Regions from separate parts of the Muntiacus reevesi genome. Here region 2 is linked to region 1. The links are chromatin contacts, called in public Hi-C maps. All regions are on one chromosome and are shown on one strand. The core of a region is the stretch at or near the end of the contact, and the rest is flanking DNA. Distances in the headings are between cores, read along the strand shown.

Region 1 (6,463 bases), core at 2,239-4,738:
GGAGCCTGACTAAAGACTCTTTAATTAAACCTTAATCAGGCTCCTCTGAGCCATATCCTCAACTAGACCTTATCCCAGGACTTTCCTAAGTCAGTTTTCCCAAGAATTCTGCTAAGTTGGTTTAGAAAGGATTATCCAGGTTTGATATCTGATAACCCTGGTGAGCTGGATTAGGAAGAATCCCCCTATTCTTGATGTCTCCTTTAGCAAATCTCCATCCACCAACTTCTCTGTAGGGGAGGAAAGACTTTCCCTCTAACTAAAAGCAAGCAAGTTACCAAAATAAAAGGTATATAAATTTATTATTTTTTAATAACACATGCACAGGGCCATCACGGGGGAAAAACTGAATATCTAAAAAAGCAGTGATCTTTGAGAGTTTATAACAATCTCAGTAGGGGAAATGGGAAGGGAGGTGTATGCTACTTGGGCAAGAGTAATGTTTTAGAAAGATGAATGGGCTCAGACTAGAGGGGAGGTAATGATAGTGTGTTGCAAAATTTCTCTGGGTGTGGTGTTGAGTCCTGACTTCTAGTCTCTTCTTTGGTGACTAGAGTCAATCTTCCCTGATTGCTGAAATTCCTAGGGAGGGAATTTATGACAGTTCAGTTCCTTTTGGAGGACTGTCTTTAGGCAGACAAGTGGAGCTTGGAGAAGTCTGTTTTCCAAAGTGTCTTCACCTCAGAATTATTACTTCTCTGGTGGTCCAGTGGCTAAAACTCCAAGCCCCCAATGCCGGGGCCTGGGGTTCAATCCCTGTTTGGAGAATTAGATACCATATGCCCCAACTAGTTCGCAGACACCACGAAGACTGAAGGTCCTGCATGTCAAGACCAAGACTCAGTGCAGCCAAATAAATATATATTTATATATAAATGTTAAAAAATATACCAAAGCAACATATTGCAAGTGACATGTCTAACTCCTTCACCCCCTACTCTTCTCCTTGGTTATAAATCCCCACCTACCCTTGCTGTATTCCGAGTTGAGCCCTCTCTCTCTCCTACTTCGACAGTCTTGACATTTATCATGAGAGTACTGAATAAAGTTCCTGTTTTAACAAGCATCAGAATAATTTTTTAACATTAGCGACAATGACTATTAACTAATTTCTATTTATTAACTCTGATTCATTGGACAAACCTTTAAAACATCCCTCCAAGTTTTAACAAAACTCTTTAAAAATATTTTTGTTTTGTTATGGGTATCATGAATGCTGAAAGACATTTTCCTTCCATATGTATACTTTATCCAAATGAAAGGGACAGAGTAAAGGGACAAAGTAGGTGATTAAATAGCTAATCCCACTAGGGGAATGTAAGTAGGAAAAAATAAGGGAGACCCCACAAATTAATGATTACTCAGGAAAGCACATTTACTTAACCACAAAACCAAGCAAGCCTGCTTAGCAACAAAACCATGCACTAGAAGCACAATGCATGACCCAAAACAATAAAACAATGGTGGCGTGAGGTCGAAATCCTGCCCAGTGAGCTCAATAGGTTAATGACCCTTAGGACATATTCTGCACACATAAAAAACAACTCTGAACCTAGCTTGACCATGTAAGGACAAGAAAACTTCCCTGTCCGACCTGGAGGAGGAACTAATGGAAGCATGAGGTCTACTCAAGAAAAACAAAGAAGGTCTTTTCCTCCTCTCCTCTCTTCCTCTGACTATAAAAATGTAACCTACTAAGTAAGTACTCAGGGCACAGCACCCCCTCGCCCACCTGCTTGTAAACATCACAAACCTCCTTTTCTAACAAATCCTTTATTCATCACTTTGCCTCTCACTAAATTCTTCCTGTGCTGAGACATAAAGGACTGTGGTACTGAGCTCTTTGGAGCCCCCTGAAACGACACCATTGAGTTTCACAGTCGTTCAGCACTTTTTAAATTTTATGAGTAGAAGTTGATTCCCCCTTCCCAGCTCCCACTGATCCCAGATACAAAGAGCAATTTGGATTGGAATTGCTTTAGTTGATTACCCTTTTATTTGTAGGACTATATTTCACAAACATCCTTCTCAACAGATAAATGGGGTATGTTTGTCTCTGCCCATGAACATGTCAAACAAGGCACATCTTATTTCTCAGTGGAGACTCCATACTTACTAGTGTCATCTCTCTCTCACCAACTAATTGATTAGTAGTGCCTGGCACATTAGCAGTTCAATAAGTAAGTGCAAGTACTATACTAAATCCAAACTTTTTTTTTCAGCTTCCTTAATTTTTCTTGACTCTTCATAACAAAAATATCTAAATTCTGCCCTGCCTCTGCCTTACCTTTCTAATTCTCAAGAGTTCTCTCCTTGTCTCCAAAAGAAGTGACTTGCAATCTGCAGTATGTTAAGGCATCATGCAGAAGTTCAAGGACACTAGAATTTTATGGATGGGGCATTCTTCTACTGTTTATCTCACAGGTGATGTAATGAGACCTAGAACACACAAAAAAGTAGATACTATCCAATAGTGCTCAAGAAATGTTAGGTCCCTTCTTTTATCGTCATTTCTACAGATGAGGACAATATGGCCAGAAATGTAAGCGGTCACAGCTACGTTCCCAAAGAGGCAGATAAAAGGGAGCTGCCTTTTATTTCTTACACGAGGCTCACCAATGCACTTAGCACCTGTCAAGAGCCCAGACATAACACAAACATTTTTGTAAAACATCACAGTTTTTTTGACTTCTCCTATAATTTGTCAAAATCATGTCCAAAAAATAATTGTCCGTCATTTAAGTCTCTCAGTCTCATACACACTTGGAGGTGAACATTGCTTTTCAGGCCTTGGCATTGTTCAGGGCCGTTAACATTCTTTAAGAACTAAAAGAAGCCCTTTGGAATGTAATTCTAAGGAGCCTATAATTATAATTTTAGGGTATTCCTACTTAAGCCCTATCCAATATTGGCACTAACTGGACGAGAATAATCATTCCTTGCGATCAATATTCACTAGAATAAGTATTCATCAAGAAATCAGGACGGACTCAAGGGACGACGATTGGGTGGTGCCTTGAGATCCATCCTTGGCCACGGACACCCGGTGGAAGGCTACCTGGTTGGAAAACAAGATTTCCAAGAGGAGGGGCTTGGAGGAGGCGGGCCCGGACAACTAAGCGCGAGCACACGCCCCGGCGCATGCGCACCTGTTAGCGGGCACCTTCCATTCGCCTGGCAGGGGAGGCAGGCGCGAGGCTCTCTACAGTTTGAATTTCTGTTCTCAACGCAAGTGAGGTGGTGACCAGTTCCGCGCATAACGTGACAGCGTTACTCCTCGAGTTCAAGATGAAGAACACTCGGCACAGACGCCCGAACCGTGAGGCGACTTCTCGTCTGGTCCCCCCCGTCCCCCGGGACCCGAGTCGGCCCGTCCATTCCACAGACTTTCGAGTCCTCGCAGCGGGGTCGGGGGATCGAAGGATTGGGCCAATTGCGGCTGAACCGTCTCTGGAAGGAGGAAGGGGGTGAGGGGGTACCCCTTCTTCAGAGTTCCGCCTCTCCTTTTACAGGGCGGTCGCGGGGAAGGGGGACGTTGGAAATAACTGCCCTCGGAAGCCGACGGATCCCACACCCGCTCCGTGCAAACTGCCGGGAGGGCGGCGGGAAGAGGGCAAGACGGGAGCGGGGACAGGGAAGGACCCGGGAAGCCGCGCGGGAGGGCGCGCGCGCGCGCGCCCCTTTTTCAGCAGTGTGGCGGGGTCGCACGCACGCCCGCCTCGGCGGCTGGGCGCGGTTTGCGACAGTGGGGGGAGCGGCGGCGGTGGCGGCGGCGGCAGCTTTGCGGCAAGCTCCGGCCGGGCTTGCTTGACGGCGGTGTGGCGGAGGCCCCGCCCCCGGCGGCAGGAACCTGGAGGGAGGCGGAGGAATATGTCCGAGAGGGAAGTGTCGACAGTGCCGGCGGGAACAGACATGCCTGCGGCCAAGAAGCAGAAGCTGAGCAGCGACGAGAATAGCAACCCGGACCTTTCTGGAGACGAGAATGTGAGCGCAGCCCCCCGGGGCAGTCCGGACGGGACTTGGCCGTCAAAGTTTTCAATTCTTTTTAAACTGTGGGCGCGGGGGCGGGCGGGCGGCTGTGGTAAGGTGGGGTTGGGGGAGGGAGAGGTGTCACCGCTCTGCTGAGGAAAACGCGGGCGTGGAGGAGAAAATCGAACTCGTCTCTGAGGGGATTTTTTTGAGCTGGGGCGCCGAGAGCGAAAGGAAACTTCGCGAAGGAGAGTGTGGTTGCGGCCAGAGCTTGGTGGCGGAGGGTCGGAGGGGGTCTGCCCTGAGAGCATTTTGTGTGGAGGAGGAGAGTTTGGGCCTTTAGGGGGAAAGTGCGGATCTGAGATTCCATTAGTTTAAAAGGCAAGTTAGAGGTGTTTGTTTGGTTTTTTTTTTTTCCCCTAAGACAGTTGGAAGGAGGGGCCAGCGTGTGTTACGGACTTTTAAAAAAGGGATTTAGGGACCGTGTTCTCCTTAGACCCTTCCTGGCGGTCCAGGATGGGAAGAGTAGATCTCCGACGTCAGGGATTTCGGTGACTCTCTTAAAGGGGCTTTTGTGTTTGCTCCTGTCTCTGTGGAGAAGGGGTGCGCCTGACAGTCGACCTCACTTCTGGAGGGGGCGAGCTGCGAGAGTCGTCTTCAGAGTCAGAGGGGGAGCGACTCTTGAGGAAGGAATGAGGAGGGACAGTTAGTCTTCCGTCGGTTTTCACTGGGATAACGGGTACAACCTGGAAGACACTAGGCAACGGTGGTAAAGGTAGATGGCTTTAGGTGTAGGCTCGTGGTCTCGTATGTGTAAAGGTGCTCTGGAATCAGATTTTTTTTTAACTTTTTAAATAGTCATAACCCTAGTCCGTCCCAACAGTTGACCCCGCTGTGTTTAGGTGAGACGCCAGTGATAACCGAATTGACCTTAATTTTCTGTTTCATGTTTTAAGTTTATATCCAATAAGTTCAGGAAAAAATGTCTCGACGGTTCATTCGGAGATGATACCTTCCGAGGGAATGTGTTCTGAAGTATTATAGAAGGGTGGCGTAAGTTCTTTTTCTCAGTTTGCCTAGTTTTAAGAATAAATGGTGTATCTTAGACACCGACTGAAGCACATGTATGGCATGGATCAAGACCAAAATTTTCACTGAACAGATGGGAAAGAATTTTTTGCAGATAGAGGAAAGATATTTGGGGGGTTGTCAGTTTGTGGGATTTGGACTTCAATAATCTGAAAGGCTTTAGTAGGTGTTGATTGTTACTTTAAATCTTTTTATTTTCCTGTTTGTGCTTTCCAGTCTTATTATATATTAGGATCTAACACGTTCGACCCTCTTCACTTCAGCTGTTGAAATCTATTTCCACCTTCTCTTAAATTTCTCTTGGCAGATTAGATTAGTGACTAGGAGCACAACCTGGATCCAGGTGTTAGATTAAAATTCGCCACTCTACTGCTTTACCGGTTGCTTGATCTAGGTACTTTATCTAGTTTCCTTGGATTTTTATTTTTAAAATGGGGATGATAACGGTATTTACCTCATGGGATGTTTGTGAGGATTAAATTAGATAATGTAGGTAAAGTGCTGAACCAAATGCCCCGTTCATAAATACCATGCAAGTGTTATTTAATTATTACTCCTTATTTTGTTATCACATTATCTAGACTTGTGTTTCTGGTCCTTCCAGATATTTATCAGGCAGAAATGTAATGAAGATGTCAATACCCAATTTAGACTGAGGAAAATTTCAGGGAACTAAATAAATTGAAAGGTTATTTTGTTTTTACAGACCCTTAAGAGGAATGTATTCTTTGATGCATATTGAAACTATTCAGAGCTACATGGTTGGACTAAGCCTTTGTTTTGGTTCCTTCCTTTAGATGGCGACTTTTAACCTTTTCTCTGCCTTGGACACTTTAATGAATCCTGTGAAACTTCAGAGTAATATTTTCAAATGTATAAAATACAATATATAAGATTACAAACAAACTCAATGATAAAATTATAAGTAAGTTATAAAATTGTTTAAAACAAATTTCAGGTTTGTTTTAATAAAGTACTTCTTTATTACATTAACTAGACCTCACAATGACTGATAGTACTGATGGGTATAGATAGCTTTTGAGATCTGCAACAACTATAATGGAGTATAAAAATTCTTGATTTCCTTTGCTGAGAAGGTTACAGCTACACTAACATTAGCACGTATACTGCCTGTATTGTAATAGAAGGAAGTAATAGACTTTAGTTAAAAATGTGAAAACTAAGATGCAATCTTTGTTTATGAATTTATTCAACTGCGTAAGTTCACAGGCCCTCTGAATTCCATCCAGGGACCCAGATCTAGGACATAGGTTAAGAGAAGCAGTAAAGGAAGAGAGTAGAGAACTCTGTATAAAAATGAATTCAGAAAAAGCTAATAAGGGCAGTGGTTTAACTTTTGAGGGAGCCAGATAATGACAGGAAGGCAAAAGGCAAGTGGAGGAAA
Region 2 (6,550 bases), core at 1,208-3,707, 550 kb before region 1:
GGACAAATACCTTTGAAATATATAGAGTAAGATTCTTTGTGAAGCCTCACTTTACACGTTTTCATTCACATTTCATAACCTTCAATATCTAATCATACATAAATTTAACCTAAAAATTTAATACAACAAAAATAAAGGTGTTCAACAATTTATTCATATTCAGTGATAAGGTAATCACTGTGCTGGTCCTCAAAGAAACATTTCATTAACCATTCTTATTCCTCCTTCAAGTAACTAACATAGGAGTCTGGTATGCATGTTAATTTCCAACTTCTCTAATGTTGAGATATAAAAATTTATTAACCTGAATAGACTGTATGTCTAGATCTATTAAAACTAAAAGGCATTCTTATATTTAAGAGATTTCTGTAATCTCCAGCAAAGTAACTATCACATTTGTGCATGCCCCAAGTACTTATTGTCAACCTCTGAAAAGTTGCTCTAAAATTGGAATTCCAGTTTGCACCTTGTACAACTCGGAAGTTCCATTCAACTTCACCTGTGTCACTGTCTCCAAACTGTATCTCTATTAGCAGCTTTCAGTGTACAGTTGGAACCGATGTCATCCAAGGCCATGTCCACACTGGGGACAGAAGAGCTAGGTACACGCAAGTCTGAACAAGGGGACACATTAAGAGCTATTTCAACCAGAAGAAGCAACTTGAGTACATTATTGACCAGCACAAGTCTGTTTCCAGGGTGGACAGGGCCCAAATTAGATTCCCCTCCCAACTTCCGAAAAAGAAAACAACAAACAAACAAACAAAAAAAAATCACACACACGCACAAATTGAGATGTTGCCCATTAAAGTAGACTAAGCAGCAGAGCATGAGCGTTACGTGAAGAGATGGGTCCTTACCAGGTGGTGAGGCGGGAACGACTGTTCTGTAACCCCTACAACGGAGCCTGGCAGGAAGGAAATCACCTAAAAAAGAAACTGTCAGAGAGATTTAATAGTCACATGTTATCATTAGGAGTTGGTTACAGTGTCACATTCATGCTTTTAGCTAAACACTTAAAGATTCAATATTACTTTTTTTTTCCTCCTCTGAAATGTGTCCAGTGACGATGTCCCACTAAGGTGTTTTACATGATGTAAGGGAGTTGAAAGGGGATAAACGCGGATAAAGAGCGGATTACTTGACCCTACATTTTAAGAGAAGACGACGCCTTCCGGGCGCACGCCGAGCAGAATTCCACCGACACCTTATCCTTGTCCACATGCAGACACACTCCTCCAGCCGAGTCGTCCTGGTCTTCCAGCGGGTCCGGCTGCTGCTTCCCCACGGGCAGAGCGTAGTCGTGGTCCCCGGCGGGCGAGTCCCTGAAGAGCGAGGTGGTCAGCCGCAGTCCCACGCCGCTCAGCCGGCTCAGCAGGCGAGCCAGTCCGGTCTCGTTGGCTAAGACGGCCCGAAGGTAGCGACTCTCCTCCTGCAGAGCCTGCACGCGCTTGCCCAGCTCCCGGTTCTCGGCCCGCAGCTCCTGGTTCTCGGCGGCCAGCCCCCGCACTCGGCTCTCCAGCCCCATCACGTATTCCTTCTTCTTCAGCCGGTTGAGGCGGGCAGCCGCCGCCGCCGCCTTCCGGGGACTCTTTGTCGCCGCCTGGTTGCTGTCGTTGCCGCCGCCGCTGCCGCCGACGCCGCCGCCGCCTCCTGGGGACTTTCTCCGCCTCTTTTCGCCGCCGCCACTGTCACTGCCGCTGCTGCAAGCTCCGATGCCGTTTAACAGCCTCTGCAGCAGGTCCGAAAAGCGCTGCATCTCGGCAGCCGCGGCCTCGTCGTCGTCGTCGCCTCTCCACAAGCCACCGCTGTCCGATCCTCCGCCGGACGAGGAGAGGGGCCCCGGCGAGCTGAGCCCGGGCTCCAGGTGCCAGTCCGGCTGCCGGGGGTCCAGCAGGTCCGCCAGTTCCAGGCCGGACAGAAAGTCCATGTCCTCCGTCTCCTCCCCGGGGATGCTGGCCATCGCCTCCTCCTCCATCTCCTCAGGCGAGGGCGCGCGCGCGGCCACGCCGCCGCGGCCCCCCCTCCCGGCCTCCGACTCGCCCTCGTCGCCGCGCGGCTGTCTGCGGCCGGGCGATCCGGCCGCCGCCGTCCCCTCGTCCTCCGCTGCCCCGGTCAGGTCCGAGGGCAGCGAGCAGGTCGCGACGGGCGCCGGGCTCTCACTACGCGTCGGGGAGTCGCTGCCCGAGGCCGCCAGCAGTTTAGTCAGGCTATGCCTCATGGGGCCCGGCGGCGGGCCCACGTAGGCCCCGGGCCCTCAGACCGGGCCTCGCGGGTCCCAGGGACCCAGAGCGGGTAGCCGGGGAGCAGGCCAGAACGAAAGAAAGGGGAAGGTCCGCGTCGCCTCCCGCCCCCGCTTGGCTGGTCGACCCCCCGCGCCGGGGCGGGGGGCAGGGAAGGGAGATGGAAGCGGCGAGGCCCAACGATGACTCGACCGCGCCACCCAGACAACGGCCTGGCCGGAAGTCAGTCGATCTCGCCCCAGCCCCTCCCACCGCATTTTGCGCTCCACTGGGCTCTAGTATCGCGAGAGTTCGGTAGACCAGGCGTAATTCCAGATCTCCAGTGATGTCATAGTAACAGCTGCAAAAATAACAACAAACCAGGGATTTATTGAAACGGTGGTCTGCCCGCTCGGCCCTCGCTTCTCTATCCTCTGTATTCTAGCTTCCACCTCCAGTGAAGTTAACTATCGCTCAGAACTGATCGATACCACATTTATGAATAATCAAAGTTATCCTGGAATTTAAGACTGCTAATCAAACCATTTTTTAAATTGCCCCGCCCCCTTACGCTATAGTACAAGATGGTTTCACTCAAACACTTAAATAGTACTAGAAGAAAAGAATGTCATTCATATGTAATTTTTCCAGATTTTGTTTAAAAAATTTACAAATATACAGAATATGTGAAAGAGTATTCTAATTCAACAATACTACCCAATACCCAGACTCAACAATTAACAATTTGTCATATACATTTTATATAAATGTTTGTAAAATATTTTTTTTTGCTGAATTATCCCAAAGTTTGAGACAAAACACACCACCTCAACATGCTTCCGTATGCATCTTTAAAAATAACACTCTCTTTCATAATCATAATACTATTATCAGGTCTGGAGAAAATTAACAATCTTGTCAATATTACCTATTACTCATATCATATTCAAAATTTGTTCAGCTTTCTTCAAAAATAATCTTTTATAGCAGATATGTTCTTTTGAGCCAGGATCCAATCACAAACCACTTCTTGCATTTGTTATGTTCCCCCGCCCTCCATTTGTCAAACTAGAACACCCCCTATCACATTTCACATTGGCTTTTTTTAAAAAAACAAGGTCAGTTGTCTTGAAAAATGCATCACAATCTGGATTTGTCTGTTTCCTCGTGGTGTTGTTTATATTGTTCCTTAAAACCCACAAGGATTTCAGGTTTGAGGCAGTTCACAAATACACTAGAAAACAGTGAAATAACTCAAATTTTTACAAAGCAAAGTCAGTGAAAATACAGATGAAAAAGATAAGGAGTCTAAAGGAGGAAAGGTTTGTTTCAGAATCGGATGGACATAAAATCTTAGTTACTCAAGTTGAGCTAACAGTAGACTAAGCTTCCTGGTAACCCAAACAAACTTTCCTTTATTTGCTTATGAGTAAAGTACACATGAATTCCTTAACTGCTTTTCCTGTTCTCATGTCTTAAAGAAACTTTTAAATGAGATACTGAATAAAGCAGCAGATAACTTCACCAAACCTTCCTTTATTTGGCTGTTTTCTAGAAGAATTGAAAGCAAGTTCCAGGAAATTTGGATACTGATAGGTCCCAAACAGTACCTGGCACAGGGTAGGCTTTGATAAACATTTGTTGAATGAATGAAGAAGGTTTCCAACTTTTAACTGAAGGCATTGCACTAAAACTCAACTAAATGAAAACGATTCTGCAAGGGACACAAATAAGCATGACCTATGGTATCGACTGAGCGACTGAACTGAACTGAACTGATGGTATCTAGACATGAGTTTGAGCAAGCTCCGGGAGTTGGTGATGGACAGGGAAGCCTGGCGTGCTGCAGTCCATGGGGTCACAAAGAGGCAAACACGACTGAGCAACTGAACTGACTGACTGATGAATCTAGAAGAAGAAATGAGTGGCCTCCAGTTAACTCCTTAATCTTCCCTTTAGGAAACGAAAGAGTAAGTGAAGTCGCTCAGTCCTGTCTGACGCTCTGAGACCCCTTCAACTGTAGCCTATCAGGGTCCTCTGCCCATGGGATTCTCCAAGCAAGAATACTGGAGTAGGTTGCCATTTCCTTTTCCAAGGGATCTTCCCGACCCAGGGATGGAACGCGGGGCTCCCGCATTGCAGGCAGACACTTTACCCTCTGAGCCACCAGGGAAGCCCCATTAGGGAAGGTTTTGCAAAAGTAGAACAGCGAACAGTTCGAGATAACAAGTTTTCTGGCATACTTTGACTTAACAGGTGTTTTGTGTTGCTGGTCATCCAATCGAACTGTATTTTCTCCTAAGGCAAAATCAAGATCATGGATTGATTTATCATTTTTTCCCTAAATTACAAGATTTCGGTTTAACTATACATGGTTTAAGAGCCTCTCCAATGAATTAAGAGAAAAGTAAAAAACTGAGAGAAGGGAATTTTTACAGTGTAGCCTCAGAAGACAAAAAAGCAGCTACAGCAGAAACGACTTTCCCTCCCTTTGATCATTCCTCTCTTCTCATTCTCTCCTTCTTCACAGTTGGTTTTTTAATTTTCTTTTCTGGTTATAATAATCATTGTAAAAGATTCAGATAGTGCAGAAATATACAAATAAGTAGAATATTACCCATAATCTAACTACCCCAAAATGATTTATTAAAATTTTGATGTGTAATATAAAGAGTTTTTCTATGTATGGATATATTACATAAATTGTTTTATTTCTCTGAACTCTAATGTTTTTATGTGAATATTTTGTTGACATATTTTATACTACCAAATATATATTTGCATGCTTATTTTTGTTGACTGTCTAGAATTTCATTTCAGGAACTTCCCAACTTTCAATCAACCTCACTGATAGCACTTAGGTTGTGGTTGTATTGGATTTTTCACTGTTACATACCACACTAAAATGTTGCACAAATATCTTTGTTCACTTATCCTATGATTTCCTTAGGACAAATTATTGGAAGTAGAATATCTGTCTACAATTTTTATACATAGACTTATTATTACCTATGGGAATATTACCTCTTATTACCTATGGTATCTATCACCAATGGTGTTTTACAGTATTTAATTTCTATGCACTCATCAAAGTGGATTTGTTCTTTTTAAAATGTGCCAATCTAAAAAGGGGCATCTTTTTGTGTGAATGGGCATTTCTTTAATTATTAGCTTGAATGTTTTTCACATTACCAACTGATTTCTAATGTTTACAGTCTTTTTACCATCTTAGTCCACTTTTCTTTGAAGTGAGATGTTTGTCAAGAAAGATATTTGTCTTTTTTCCTTCTTAATTTATATGAATCCCTTGCATTATAAGAAAAACATTCTTTAAAAAAAAAAAGAAAAACATTTTTTTGTCTCATTTATGTTCCAGTTTTTCCTCTAGTTGATCATTGGGGGGAAGGGCTAAAACTACTTGTTTTACTATAATTTCTAAATGGTCTATTAAACTTTTCTTCATGATTTCTGGCTTTGATGTTTAGCTGAAAAAGCCTTTATTAAACTAAATAATAGTGATATTTACTTATGTATTTTAGAACTCCTTTAATTTCTTCTATTTATAAATTACTGTTTTTTTTAACAATATGAGTGATTATTTCATTTATTAACAGAGCCAACTGGAATTTATTCTGGTATAAAATGTGACATAAGAATATAATTTTTCAAAAAGTTATCTGCTACAATACAGTTTATTGAAGAATCCATACTTGTACTCACTGATGTCCCAACATTTGTGCCATATATTAAATTCTTATATATAGTTGGATCTATTTCTGGTGTTTTTCTTCTATTTCATTGATTAGTGTATCCATTTTGGAAGCAAAATCAGTATATTTTTGTTGCAGTTTTATATTTCAATATGTCATAGGACAAGACTTTTTTTAGTCTTTCTCAGAATTTTAAATCTGTATTTGAATATTTATTCCTCCAGATAACTTTATAAAATTTTCCAAGTTTAAAAAAAAAGCTGTAATTTTCATGGAAATTGCATTAAATTTATTATTTTCCTCAGTTACTTTATGCATTTTTGGGGGCTACTGGACTATTTCTTTTTCTATGCTTTTTAAATGGTTATTGTTGCTCCACAGGAAAGCTACTGATGTTTTTGTTAAATTTTTAACTGACTCACTCACTGAATTTTCTTTTTTTCCAGTTTCCATTGATGTAGTTCTGTTATAAGGACCTACAAGGCAAGGATCATTTTAATAATTGTAATATGATAGTAATAATAATAACTGCTAGTTAGGAGCCCTTATCAATATTGGGCATATATAGGACTTTACACATATTATTTCCTTAAATATGGTAATAGATTTGGGAGGCCT

What was found. Hi-C and Micro-C count contacts between places; a contact is called where the count stands out from the background.
Region 2: a Hi-C map of muscle shows a contact between it and region 1, with 4 times the contacts expected there. The contact joins the promoter of CREBZF here to the promoter of EED in region 1. A contact is called at or near these places in 2 of 3 Hi-C or Micro-C datasets (blood and muscle).

The regions. Positions count from the first base shown.
Region 1 is chr5:9,347,672-9,354,134 of mMunRee1.1, reverse strand. EED (embryonic ectoderm development) reads left to right here and starts at 3,488. Exons shown (of 13, transcript XM_065936899.1): 1 at 3,488-3,984. The coding sequence starts at 3,871.
Region 2 is chr5:9,898,070-9,904,619 of mMunRee1.1, reverse strand. CREBZF (CREB/ATF bZIP transcription factor) reads right to left here and starts at 2,457. Exons shown (of 3, transcript XM_065936948.1): 1 at 1,035-2,457; 2 at 861-938. The coding sequence starts at 2,221. The coding sequence ends at 1,148. It overlaps CCDC89 (coiled-coil domain containing 89), which reads right to left. Exons shown (of 4, transcript XR_010663386.1): 4 at 2,485-2,583.